Linked DNA regions of Xenopus tropicalis: region 1 is linked to region 2. The links are chromatin contacts, called in public Hi-C maps. All regions are on one chromosome and are shown on one strand. Each heading gives the region's core, a stretch centred on a gene start, on an enhancer-like site or on the middle of the called end of the contact. The rest is flanking DNA. Distances are from core to core; before and after follow the strand shown. Region 1 overlaps rere (arginine-glutamic acid dipeptide repeats protein). Region 2 overlaps rere (arginine-glutamic acid dipeptide repeats protein).

Region 1 (6,006 bases), core at 268-2,767, 110 kb before region 2:
AACATTTCTTCTTTGTTTGTTGTACAGGAGCTACCATCACACTTTCCTTGACAATTGCCAATCTAGAAGTTTCCCATGGAGAGCAAAAATAAGAGCAATTAAAAAACATTGCTGCCAGTGTAGTTTTATACCTAAAAAGTTGTGACTCTCCTTTATGTTTAAACATGCAAATTAGTTGTTTTTAATGGTATTGTTTTTAATGTTATGCTTTGCTTCCAAGAAAAGTGAAATGTATTTAGTAATATCAATAATGTACAGAAAAGTCTCCGCTTATGCAGTTTTTCACCAGCTGGAGTATCTGCTTATGTTTGTTCATTCTGATCATTCCAGTGCCTCAGCATCTTACATAAACAATCACCACTATGCTGTATACTTCATTTGGCAGAATGATACCTCAGAAATATGTCTGCGGGGATTTTAAATTTGGTATGTACAACTTGTTTTGTGCAACAGTCTTATATACATATATATTGTATGTATGTGTATATGAGAGGGAAACTTTTGGCTTACCTTTCCTGTATCTTTCTGAAGGAGTTCTGCTTTAGTTAAATTGACTTCTCCATGCAGACCAAACTGATAATACTGGCCTGCATTGTGCAGCTGCATTGGTTGTGAGGCTGTGTAGCTCACAAAAAGGCTTCCTGGAATCTGTTTTTGGGCCTAGAAGAAGACAGGTTTTTATGCCAGAGAGTATTGTGACAGGAACACCAAAGGTTTTTTAAATGACCATAATGTTTTGAGTATATTTTCATCAAATAAAATACAGATTATTCACTTCAACAGTATCCAATGCATGTGATTTCTAAATCCCCCTTGGATCCATTTACTTGCATATAAATCAGTGATCTGCATAAGGCCTAAATCAGCTCAGAAAAAACACCTGTACACATGCAGAAGCTAACTGAAATGCAAAGATAGGTGCAGCTCGTTTCTAAAGGAATTTGCTTCAGATATCCTTGTATTGATTCTCTTTGTCAAATCGCTTGCACAACAGAGTTTTATTCAGGCCAGAACAGATTAGAATATTTATGTTCTGCAAAAAAAAATCTTCTAGTGTCTCACTAGGTGCCAGGAAGCCTTTGTTGAATAAGTGACATTGTTGGATGGCCCCAATAGCAGCTAATTGCTAACAAGGGGTTTATCTGTGGCTGCTGTACATGTTATGAGTCAGAACAACACTATATTTTGTCCTTTTCATCAAATGGACCTTTTGGAAAAAAAAATGTGCCTACAAAGGTGAGATAATTAATGAGCACACTGCTGGTTTACCTCAGACATGGCTAGGTCCCTGAACTGTGATTACCTACAATAGACCTGGAAGCGTAGATGGTGTGTGTGTGTGTGTGTGTAGCAGGATATTTGTGTCTGCTCGTAGGATGTTTAGCAGGTAGCCCCTTAGAGCAAGGAGGTGTATTTGCAAGATGGAGTTCTCTTGCCTTCCTTTGTAAGCTCTGTGAAGAGATTGAGCTGAGGGAGGGAGCTGCACCGCTCGCTCCCTCCTGTGGTGAACCATCAATCAGCTTTTCAAGCCATATGGAGTTGAAGCTACAGGGCTGGGATTCCTTCATTACTTATTCCAGCCCTTTTATGCTGCCTCGTTTCTTACTGTTTTCATGTGGATTGACGTTTTCCCGCTCATGTCTTACTTACCTTTTCTTTACTGAATAGAAAGCAAACAAACATTTATTTTCAGAGTGTCTCCTACCTGCCTCTTCTCAGATAATCATGTCCCTAAGAATTATCTGAGGACAAGAGATGGAAGCAGTGAGGCTTATGTCCCATGGATAGATGTAGTTGCCTGCGATAGATCTATGCTACTGTGGGCCACTTATCCCTCCTAAATCCCTTTCCATCGGCAACAAATGAATTGCCAGTGGAAAGGCCTATGCATCGTTTTCGCGTTGCGAGGAGGTGCCTGCAGGAGAAAATTTTGTGCAATACACTTAAAAATGCCGAAGTGATAGGGTAGGCCTTTGCATAGGTGATTTACAGGCGACTCTGTGGGCCAAGGATTAGCCCAAAGATTTTGTGATTATATAGAGCTGCAGGGATGTCCACCCTGCGGCCTGACCAGTTTTGCTAAACTACAGTTTGTCACCCCCACTGGAAACCAGAGGGATAGTGCTTAACTGTCTCTGACCTATGGTTTGTGTGATGCTCAGTGCATTAACAATGCTATTCCAATTTAAACATAAGGACCTCATGTCACAACCACAGAGAGGCATAATAAAATGGTCATTAAATATGGCGTTTTTTTTAATACTCACATAGCCTGGCTGTTTGAATAGGCTTCCAAGTGCAATTAGTCTGTGTCATCCCTCCCCTTTTCTCTGGGAATTCAAATGTTTCATTAGACAGTGAAATAATTACTATAGAGGTCACTTGACATGATGTCAGGAAACATACACATTTTAAAGGGCATGAATCTCGCTCACATGTCTGGGAGCCAGCTGTACACATTGCCACGTTAGCTTATCATTAGTGACTTTCCTTTAGGTATACATATAATATATTTGAAAATTGTTGATTTTACAAATTAGAAAAAAAAATGTATTTTTAGTATGAAGCATATATTAACTTTTTCTATTGGTGTGTGCAGAAGAGTTAAATGATTTGTGATGTTCATACCCTTGCCACTGCTAAACAAACATTTCTTTTCCTGTTGGGATGCTTGCTGTTGAAAAATGGTAATCCTGTTCTTCGTGCTATCAGCCTGGTATTAATATTGGTTATTGTGGCTGTGTGCAGAGGTCACGGCGCAGCCGATCCAATGTGAGGGCTGCACAATCTTGTTAGCAGGCACTGCAGCACAGGAAAGAGGATTACATGGATCTTGTACTCTATCATGTTTTTCTCAGCCTTAGAGCTTGAATGATTTATCCCCTGCACTATTCAGTAAAAGTGGAAACCTGTGTGTAGGTCTGTAGAAGACCTTTGGACACAGTGGTTAAATATATGCCTTACAGGTAGATTTTGCTATCATTCAGTGGGTATTCCCTTGATTCATAGGATTGATGTACACTCACCATCTTGTATTTGTAAAGGTAAAATGGCAGCCAGCTGTGCAAGATGAAAGAGCGGTTTGCCAGGCTGGCATTTTGCATATGTTGGCAGCACTAATCACTCTCTAGCTGCTGTATTTTTTTCCAGGCTTGTTTCAGATGAGCATAAAACAGGCGGGATAGTTATTGCCTGCTTTCCGAGCTTGGTTAAACATCCAAGCATATCTGTGTACTCAGTACGTGCACTTGTCAGTATTGCTGTAGCGTTTCTACAGAAAGCCACTAAACAAAGAGCTCTCAGAAAGGAGCCCAGCCATTGAGGCCGACATCTCTGCCACAGCTGATTATACCCATTGAACAGGCGCGGTGAAACTACGCGTTCATTAATATGAACTTGCTGATGCAGTAACATGCACCTATATATGGTCTTACTGGGGGTTAGATCCACCTCACACTGCAAGTGTCCATTTCATTCTCTATGATCATTTTATTGCAGCAGGGATGTGGGTTTAGCGGTTTATTTTCTTTCTGTTTGCATGGAATGGTTATCAAACCGCTTTTTCCTTTAATCCTTTTAAAGGAAGAACTGACCAACTCCCAGTCCTCTGGCATGGACCACTCAGCTTCCTTTGAGAGGCTTTGGATGTCTGTAGATGTTGAGGTCTAGCTGAACAACAGCAGAGAGGCTTTAGGGTGGATAATTGTGTTCTAATAGATATTTTTAATTAAATCCTATGTGTTTGCATACATTATTTACACCTTATTTTGGCACTGCCACTTGCTAAACTAAACTCCATACCAGTGCTTGCGGAAAAAAAATCTGTGTGGGTGTGCTGTAGGAGTTGTAGTGCCCATCCTCACCTCTACAAAGTACATAGCCACATATAATGCATGGATAGAATATGAGTGGAATATCCAGAGCATTTGCCTAATTCTGTTGCAAGTATGCTTGCATAGAAAAAGACTGGACACCTGCAGTAACTGCTATTGAGAGGCACATAAAACCATAGTGATACATGTATCAACTTCACTGTATAGTCAAACCTACATTTTAGTTGTACATTTAAAGGCTGCTGTTTTTTGTGCTGCTGGTGCTACATTTTATATTGTCTGCTGAAAAATGAGGCCTTCTAGTGCTTGTGATTTATGAGCAGATTCCATACAGCAAATCACTAGATCATACAAGGGCAACAATGGCGTACTATTGTTTATTGCAACACTTTTTGTTGCACCTACGTATATGCACAAACAATTGTCCCTTGCAATGTAACATAGATTGCAGAGTAAAGAGTTCTTTTAGGCATTCTAGACCGTGATCACGGGCTATTGTATCAGATCGTTGTACCATATACAAATCTATAGTTGGTGAACAGATGTTATGGGACCATCATCTGCCTGTGTGATAGAGCAATTAATAATAATAAGGAGGCATAGGGGTCAAAATAATAGAAGCAAATGGGATAGAACAAAGTGTTTGTCTTGTATTGCTTTTTACATCAGAAATTGACGTTGTACACAATAGAACTAATTTGCCTAAAATTATACGTTTTTAGACCTCTGTGACATCTGGAGGTTACTTTGCTTCTCTGTAAGACAGACTATGCCAACTAAACCTGTCTCTTCTGGATACAGACATAAACTATGGGAATGGTGCAAATAAAAATGTTCATGTTTTCTAAATGTTGGTTTTCCCAAAGGCTTTCATTGTCTTCTAGGATTGGTGTCATTTCAACTTGACCATGATTTTGTGCTGTACACTCTGGGATTATCTGTCAGTTTTTTTGCCTTTGCTTGAAAACTATTCACATGAGTTGGTTCCTGAGAAGCTACGTCCCCTGAGTGGGAGCAGGTATGATTATTTTGCTTTCTTTTGACCAGGAAGCCTTATCCACCCCAAAAAAGAAACCATGACCACTGATAGGCAGTCACTATACTGTTAACCTATTTGATGTCTAGCTGATTCTTCCCCATTTGTGTGAATGCAATGGCAGCTGCTTGTGTTTTACTTAAGTCTAAGGTCTGTGCCTAAGCCACTAAAGGTTATCACTTTGGCCCTTTGAAGGCTAATGTTCTGGATTTATGTTGAAACGTATCATTTGAAAACTGTATTTCTTATTTGATGAGACTTTGTGATAAGGAGTCTACTTGTGCTCTAGTTTATAAAATATTATACTTTCTAGGATTTAGATACATCTTTAAGGGCCACATATTGTATACTTGGCTTAATGCTGCCACTGATGAAAGCAGAAGAATAATTACTGAGAAGCAATGTAGACTTCCACAAGGGTTCTTGCCACACACATTTGCCTAGCAGTTAACTAATTATCTGTATACAGTACAAAAGTTCAAGACTTATGGCACAAAAGTAGGGTTTTAACCACTGCTATTTTCTGCTGAGGGGTGCAACAATCAAAATGCCTTGTATGCCACTGGCGAGGTCGCCAAAGCAAGCGGATCTTCTCCCGATATCCCCACCTACAGGTGGGCGATATCGGGGAAAATGTAGGCTAATTCGATTGTTTGACCCTGGGGCCAAACATTCGAATTATAATGGCGGCAATGGAGCAAACGGTTCCACATCGGCTCATTGGTGCGGTCCCCGATCTAACTGCATCTTTTAACCTGCCCGATCGATATCTGCCCAATTTCAGGCCAGATGTCGGTCGGGCAGGCCCCTCGTTCCTGCCCCTACTTGGCCCGTGTATGGCCACCTTTAGTACTATTGGACATAAACATAGAACAGGTCTCACACTCCACCCACCCATAGAACAAAAACAAAACCAGACTGATGCTGGACAAACGCATATAACTTAAAAACACAAATATTTTTACTTTATGATGTTATTGGCCCTTTTAAGGTAGGATTTTATTTTCTCCTTAAAATGGTTAATATCAAATCTTAGCTCCTCTGGCACTTCTCATAACTATAGACTGAAGGAAAACTGGCTGGCAGGGAATTTAATAACGCATTATGCCACTTTCCTTCCAATTTAACATATTATAA
Region 2 (6,268 bases), core at 3,284-5,783:
ATTGGTTTAAGGGAAATGCAGATATAACATTTGTAACACACTGTTCCGTTTCCATTTTTCCACATTGCAATTGTTGACTGTCATAGAGGTGTGACTGGATTGCATTAAAGGAAAAATATATCTCCATTTATGTTGGACTCTTTTTTTTCGGCATAAATGTTTATATTTGCTAATGGCCATGTTAGATGCTGAGCTTTATTTATATATAGGCATTTGAGGGCCTGTGCCTAGGGGGCAGCATTATATGAAATAAAAAAAAAAAAGTCCCCAGTTTGTTCACTGCTGAGATTGTGGTCAGATCCATAGGGCAAGGGACCTCATCTTTAGGCAGTCAGCTCATGTGCAGTTATGAGACTCCAATGCACATGTGGTGAATACCAATGTTTAGTAAGGTTGCCAAATAAGCAGATTTTTGCCCAATATGCACACCAGTTTTCCACTGTGGTACTTGGCCAACTCTATTTTCCAACCAGCTTGAAAGATCTTTGGTTGATTTTCAGGCAGATTTTAGTCAGGCAGGCTATCAGCCTTCATACACAGGCCAATAAACGGCTGATTTTGTCTGATGGGGCAGACACTGCAACTTTTATTAGCCCATGTGTGGCTAGCTGTCTGCACTGGGAGGCTTTTATACCTATCTGTAATTATTCAATGTAACTTTTGCTTTATTATTTAAACTCTAATTTATAATAATAGCAGAGGAAAAAATATATACTTTGGAATGCTTGTTACATGAGGTTTCCAGAGGATGGGTCTCCATAATGTGGAGCACCATACTAATAATACACATTTATTACTATTATTATTATTATGTATATAACAACTGGCATATTCTGCAGGGTACCTTTATCAGTCCCTGCCCTAAGGGAGCTGATAATCTGCCCTGGCTGACATCATAACTCTATTTAAGTGTTAGCAAAACAATATTTTTAAAAGAAAATTTGTTGTTGTATAAGTAGTAGTACACCACTGTTGTGAAAGAAAGTGTACTTTGGAAAATTCTGCATTATGAACCCCATATTTTTATTATCAATGCATGGATTTTACATTTTGTCGCTAAGTAAGAACACTGCTAAAATCCAGTGAAAACCGAATTGCTTCAAAGGCTCCAGCCATCAATACAACCAACCAGTGGAGTCATGCTGGGCATTTATCTACTATTCTATGTTTTATTCCCTGTTATTGTAAGACAGCTATACATGTCATGAAAAAAGGTCTGTAGAAATCTTGATAGGGGCCATAAAGATCTCTTGGAGAGCCATGATTGGCTATTGGGCTACCCTAATTGAGATAAACTGCAGTACCCTGGAACAGGTATGCAGGACAATGTAGGTAAGAACGATCTGGCCATAACCTTCTGTGTTTCTGTGGGCATGGCAGCTGCTCTTTTGTAACAAAAACCAGAGAGAATCTATAGAGGGGTTCATTAAAGGTGTCATTCTCAGAGGCGAGAATCCTTTTATAATCCCAAATTTGAAATCAGGCACCAATATTATGACTATAAAGATTTTCATTCATCCACTACATGGTATATCTAGTATAAATAAATCTAGAGCAACTGTGCTTGCTGAGTAATAATTGAAGACGTTACACTACTCACCTGAGCAGCTTCTTCACTGCTTATTAGAGCAGCTGCACCATATATTATATTATATTCTATATACTGGCAACACAGTGCAGCTTGAGATATCCTGAAATAAATTCATGGCCATTAAAGTTCTAAAAATTAGCTGCATAAAATACTTGGGGCAGTCAGTGCCATTCCAGGAAAGGGAGATAAATGTGTATATGTGCAGTTTTGTAGTTCATTGATAGTCCATGTAGGGGCACATACACTACATTTACGGTGAAGACACATGGAGCTGCTAGTAGCAGCTACTTTTTCATGGCTACTAAACTTCAGAAAATACCCTGCCATAGACAATACTGAGAATTGCCTCTGCTAAAACACACGTTGAGACAATTATCAGTAAATGATCAGCATTGTCTATTTTAGTAGCCATAACAAGTAGCTGCTACTAATAGCACCATGTGTCTTCACCCTTAATATACACGCTGATATCAATGGTTTTATTTTTCTGTGCTCTAGATGCTTAAGCCCGTGAATGTCACCACCATGTCCTCTTTAACCTTAGCATTCCTTTAAAGATGAGTCGTTAGTGATTGGTTATTGCACATAGCTGTGTGGCGATTTGGCTTTATACACTGGAGCATGGGATCCCAGGAAGGCTGAGTCTGTCAACTCACATCATAGGAGCTGCTTACCAAGCGCCTGTACATTGTGCTCAGCCTGCAAGTAGGGAAAAGTAATGAGGCAGTTTAAAGCCCTCTTACAGAAAATCTGCCAGACAGCTGCTGCCCACATAGAATTAATGATTTAACTGTGTGGGAAGCACTTTCTCATCTGCTACAAACTCTGCTACAAACTCCTGCCGAACAAATGGCTTTTGGGGGACCGTATGTAATATATGGGTAAAGGAGAGTGCATTTAGGGACCAGACATCTATTTGACGCTTTGGGGCATATCATCCACTAGCGGTTCTTGTTTGAGAGTATAGTTCCTGTTACAAGTTACTTTTAGTATCGATAAAAGTACAGAACGAATCTAAGCAGCTTTGCAGTTTGTCTTTGTGGTTTATTTTAATCTGCCACTGTGGTTTAAAAAGCTATTTAATAGCCATGGGCAAATACTGGTTATTGGCCTATTTGTCTAGGTGATGTATAAGGGCTCTGGCACAAGGGGAGATTAGTTGCCCGCGACAAAGCTCCCTGTTCGCGGACGACTAATCTCCCCGGATTGCCATCCCACCGGCTAAAATGTAAATCGCCGGTGGGATGTCATACGCGGCGGCGTAATTGCCAAACTTGTGTGATTTCAGTGAAATTGCGCCGCCGCGTATGCCATCCCACCGGCGATTTACATTTTCGCCGGTGGGATGGCATTTGGGGGAGATTAGTCGCGACTAATCTCCCCTTGTGCCAGAGCCCTAAAGCTACAAAGGGTGCAGATAAGAAAAAGGGCAAACATTGCAACTTCTGTGTGACAAAGCAAATTAATTGTACAGAGTTGGGTGTATAAAGCTGGCCATACACGTGGCGATCTCACGATGTTTCGTACGACCGTCGGTCGCACGAAACATCGTCAGATCCGCCACACCCCATTCAGGGCTGAATCGGCAGGTAAGGAGGTAGAAACAATAGGATTTCTACCTCCTTCTGCCGATTCAGCTCTGAAGGGAGAATTTTGGTCAGGCGCCTTCTATGGCGCCCGATCAAAATTTTCTAACTTGGCCGATCGGCGAGCCGACCGATTTCAGCAGCTTCCTGCGATATCGGTCGGCTCGCTGACATGCCATACACGCACCGATTATCGTACGAAACGAGGTTTCGTACGATAATATCGGTGCGTGTATGGCCACCTTAATGGCTAGGCATTAGATTGTATGTCAATTTGTAATTAGGGGGAGTGGTGTTTGTTTTAGCTCTGGTCGTATTTCTTGTAGTCCGCTTTACATCACATCTGGTTGAGGTTGAGATACTTTTTTACCACATGACTAAAGCTGACCATTCACAAACAGTACTAGGCTGAGACTAGGTCATTTCTAACCAAGTTGGCAGCCAATTGGCCAGCTGCAAACTTTTTTTGGCCAAGGACAAAGGGAGTATATAATATATGTTTAGTTACCATTTATTCCCTTTAATCTGGCTCACATAGCCACTTGGATATTGCTCTTGTTTCTGTGTCTTGTGGAATAAAGTTGCATGTCACTGTTCTACAGTTAATATTGGTCCCTTCCCCATTGAAGCTTATAATCAATGCTTATTACATTTGTGCGATCTGAGACTACAGTACCCAGTGGAAACGCAGGTACAGGGATAGTGCCTAGGTCAGATTCACTGCAAGGCAGCAGTGCTAAACGCAGGCATACTATACCAGAAAATACAAATTTTCAGCTGATGATCTCTTAATATTGAGCATTTGTCATCTTAGACTCAAGGCACTAGTTATCTAGTTCACATCTCCCCTCCTCTTATTTTTCCAGATAAGAAAAGTATTAAAATCTTTATGACACTGTCTTAAGTCAATACATCATCACTGCTAAGAGCCCGTGCCTGGCACAATGCTGCCACCATTTGGTCACTTCAGTACTTGCACAGTTCACTGTCCACTGCAGTGTAGATATTTCAATGAAGGCTCTTTAAACTCAATAACATTCCACCGCTTCTTTCTTCCCCATTTAGAAAACCACAAATATGCCTCATGTGGGATTAAATATTCGTGCAGGCTTACAACTTGTAAAAAAAAAAAATGAAATGTGATTGCATAGGAGAAATATAAATAAACACGTTGTGGTTTGCCTCACCATGCAAGAATGTTAATTTCCCTCTAGGCCTTTCTCAACTTCCTGCTCTATTTGGAATATGGGAAACATATATTGGCTCCTCATTATTGCTTTCTCTTGTGTGCCAGTCCTTCACGCATAGTTACAGCGAGACAGTCTTCCAACAAAAGCATATTGTTTAAGCCCCAGCAGGTTGCCTTGCTTTGTGTTTGTTATATTCACGTGAAGAAAGCATTCAACATCTCTATTACAATAGTAATATGACCGCTTGAGAATCCCCAGCAGCAGAATGGGGTCAGACTTTTAGCTTGAGCAGGAGAGCGAGTTAGGAACTGTATTTAAGGGGTAGGAACGGTCTCTGCCATACTATAAATGGGTAATGTGTCACTATATCGTGCGCTTGTTATAGTAGCATTGGGTGCAAGTTGCCGATCCCACTGCTGAGGTTCAACTATAACTTATGGATAAACATGCTGCAGCACTCCAATTCCATGTAGAAAGGCACAATAAACACTTTCTACACGGAATCGGAGTGCTGCAGTGTGTTTATCAGTGTCTCTGCCATACTGTTTCATCGCTATTACTAGCAGTATCTGTGTGTCCCTTGCTATGCACTGCTGGTTCTGTATAGCGAAACAGTGTAACAAAAGCCAGCTAATTAACAGACCTGTGAAGATGCATGCAAAGCATTGTGGGAGCTAGAGTCTTTGCTTGAGAAGAATTGACTTCAGCTACATTGTTCTAATAGTTAGTCAGAAATACTGCTTTCAATAGCAGTTACAAATATTTTTTACATTTTTAATAAATGCACATAGGAAAGTTACCTATAGTTACATTTCCTTTTTTTTTTTTTTTTTTTACAGCTTTTTTAAGGTGGAGTTTAATGAACCATAAAGGAATTGTTTTTGTTATCTTGCCAATAGTAGAAATAAAAAATACTCCAGTAGCTTTTATATTTGTATTTAATAATATAAGTGCAGTTGTTATGATGGTTATAGAGAATATATCATTTCAAAGTTAGAATATGACTGAAATAATCTATTGCCCTATACTAGAAAGGTTTAATTTTCTTCAGGTTTACATTGCCATTCATTTTTTTTTTTTTTTTTTTTAGAGCAAGAGAGACCATCTCCTGATGAATGTGAAGTGGTACTATCGCCAGTCAGAGGTGCCAGACTCTGTCTATCAGCACTTGGTACAAGACCGGCATAATGAAAATGGTAAGTTCCAAAAACACACATGCACCCTCACCTCCCAGTAATAGTTAGGCATGCCTACCAGTCTCTGATTGGGTTAAAGCCTGTTAGTAAGTTGAACAGAGAATAGCCATACATGAGAGGGCCTAGCAGCAAGAAGATCATGGATACAGTCCTTGACAACAGAAAAAGAAAATTAAGGAAAAAATGCAGGGCTAATTGCACATGGGGCAGATTTTAGCCAGTGTGTGGGGAAACAGAAATCTGTTATGTGCATTTTCCGCCTAAATACTTTAATTTCTCTCTAGCTGACACTCATGCATATTTATGTCAAAATGACCATTCAGGGCAGTGCATAGTTTTGGTTACTATACTCTGTTATTATGACATAATACTATGGATTTTGTGTTTTGGGCAGCAATTTGCCCACCTGTACCTAATATTTATTATTGGTGAACTCTATTATAGCATTGAATTTATAGTTCTGATGCTGAATGTGTTACATTGTCAGCTTAATGTCTTTGAGATAAAAGGCGTTGGTTTAATGGCAGTGTCATGTCCCCAACATTCGAAGTCCCCTTTGCTATTCTTTAGAATTTCTGGTTTTCCAACAGATTTTATCCTTAGGGTGATTAACAGGAGATTTGGTCATGACCTAACTAGCACATGGAGAAGCAGACTGATAGTTACTTAAGCAGTTCTTGTTGTACACATGCAATTGAATGAATT

Evidence for each region. A called contact is a pair of places that touch in the nucleus more often than the background predicts.
Region 1: a Hi-C map of gastrula embryo shows a contact between it and region 2, with 2.2 times the contacts expected there. The contact joins two enhancer-like sites. A contact is called at or near these places in 4 of 5 Hi-C or Micro-C datasets (brain, gastrula embryo, neurula embryo and 1 more).

The regions. Positions count from the first base shown.
Region 1 is chr7:89,538,837-89,544,842 of UCB_Xtro_10.0, reverse strand. All of the region lies in intron 2 of rere (arginine-glutamic acid dipeptide repeats protein), which reads left to right. Among named protein-coding and RNA genes, the nearest start is that of rere, 46 kb to the left of the region's middle. Within about 2 kb of position 1,517, at least 1 of the 11 cell types and tissues checked has an H3K27ac peak or open chromatin away from gene starts, as enhancers often do. A contact at or near this core is called in gastrula embryo, where this site is marked.
Region 2 is chr7:89,428,141-89,434,408 of UCB_Xtro_10.0, reverse strand. rere (arginine-glutamic acid dipeptide repeats protein) reads left to right here. Exons shown (of 24, transcript XM_031905585.1): 5 at 5,458-5,563. Among named protein-coding and RNA genes, the nearest start is that of rere, 160 kb to the left of the region's middle. Within about 2 kb of position 4,533, at least 1 of the 11 cell types and tissues checked has an H3K27ac peak or open chromatin away from gene starts, as enhancers often do. A contact at or near this core is called in gastrula embryo, where this site is marked.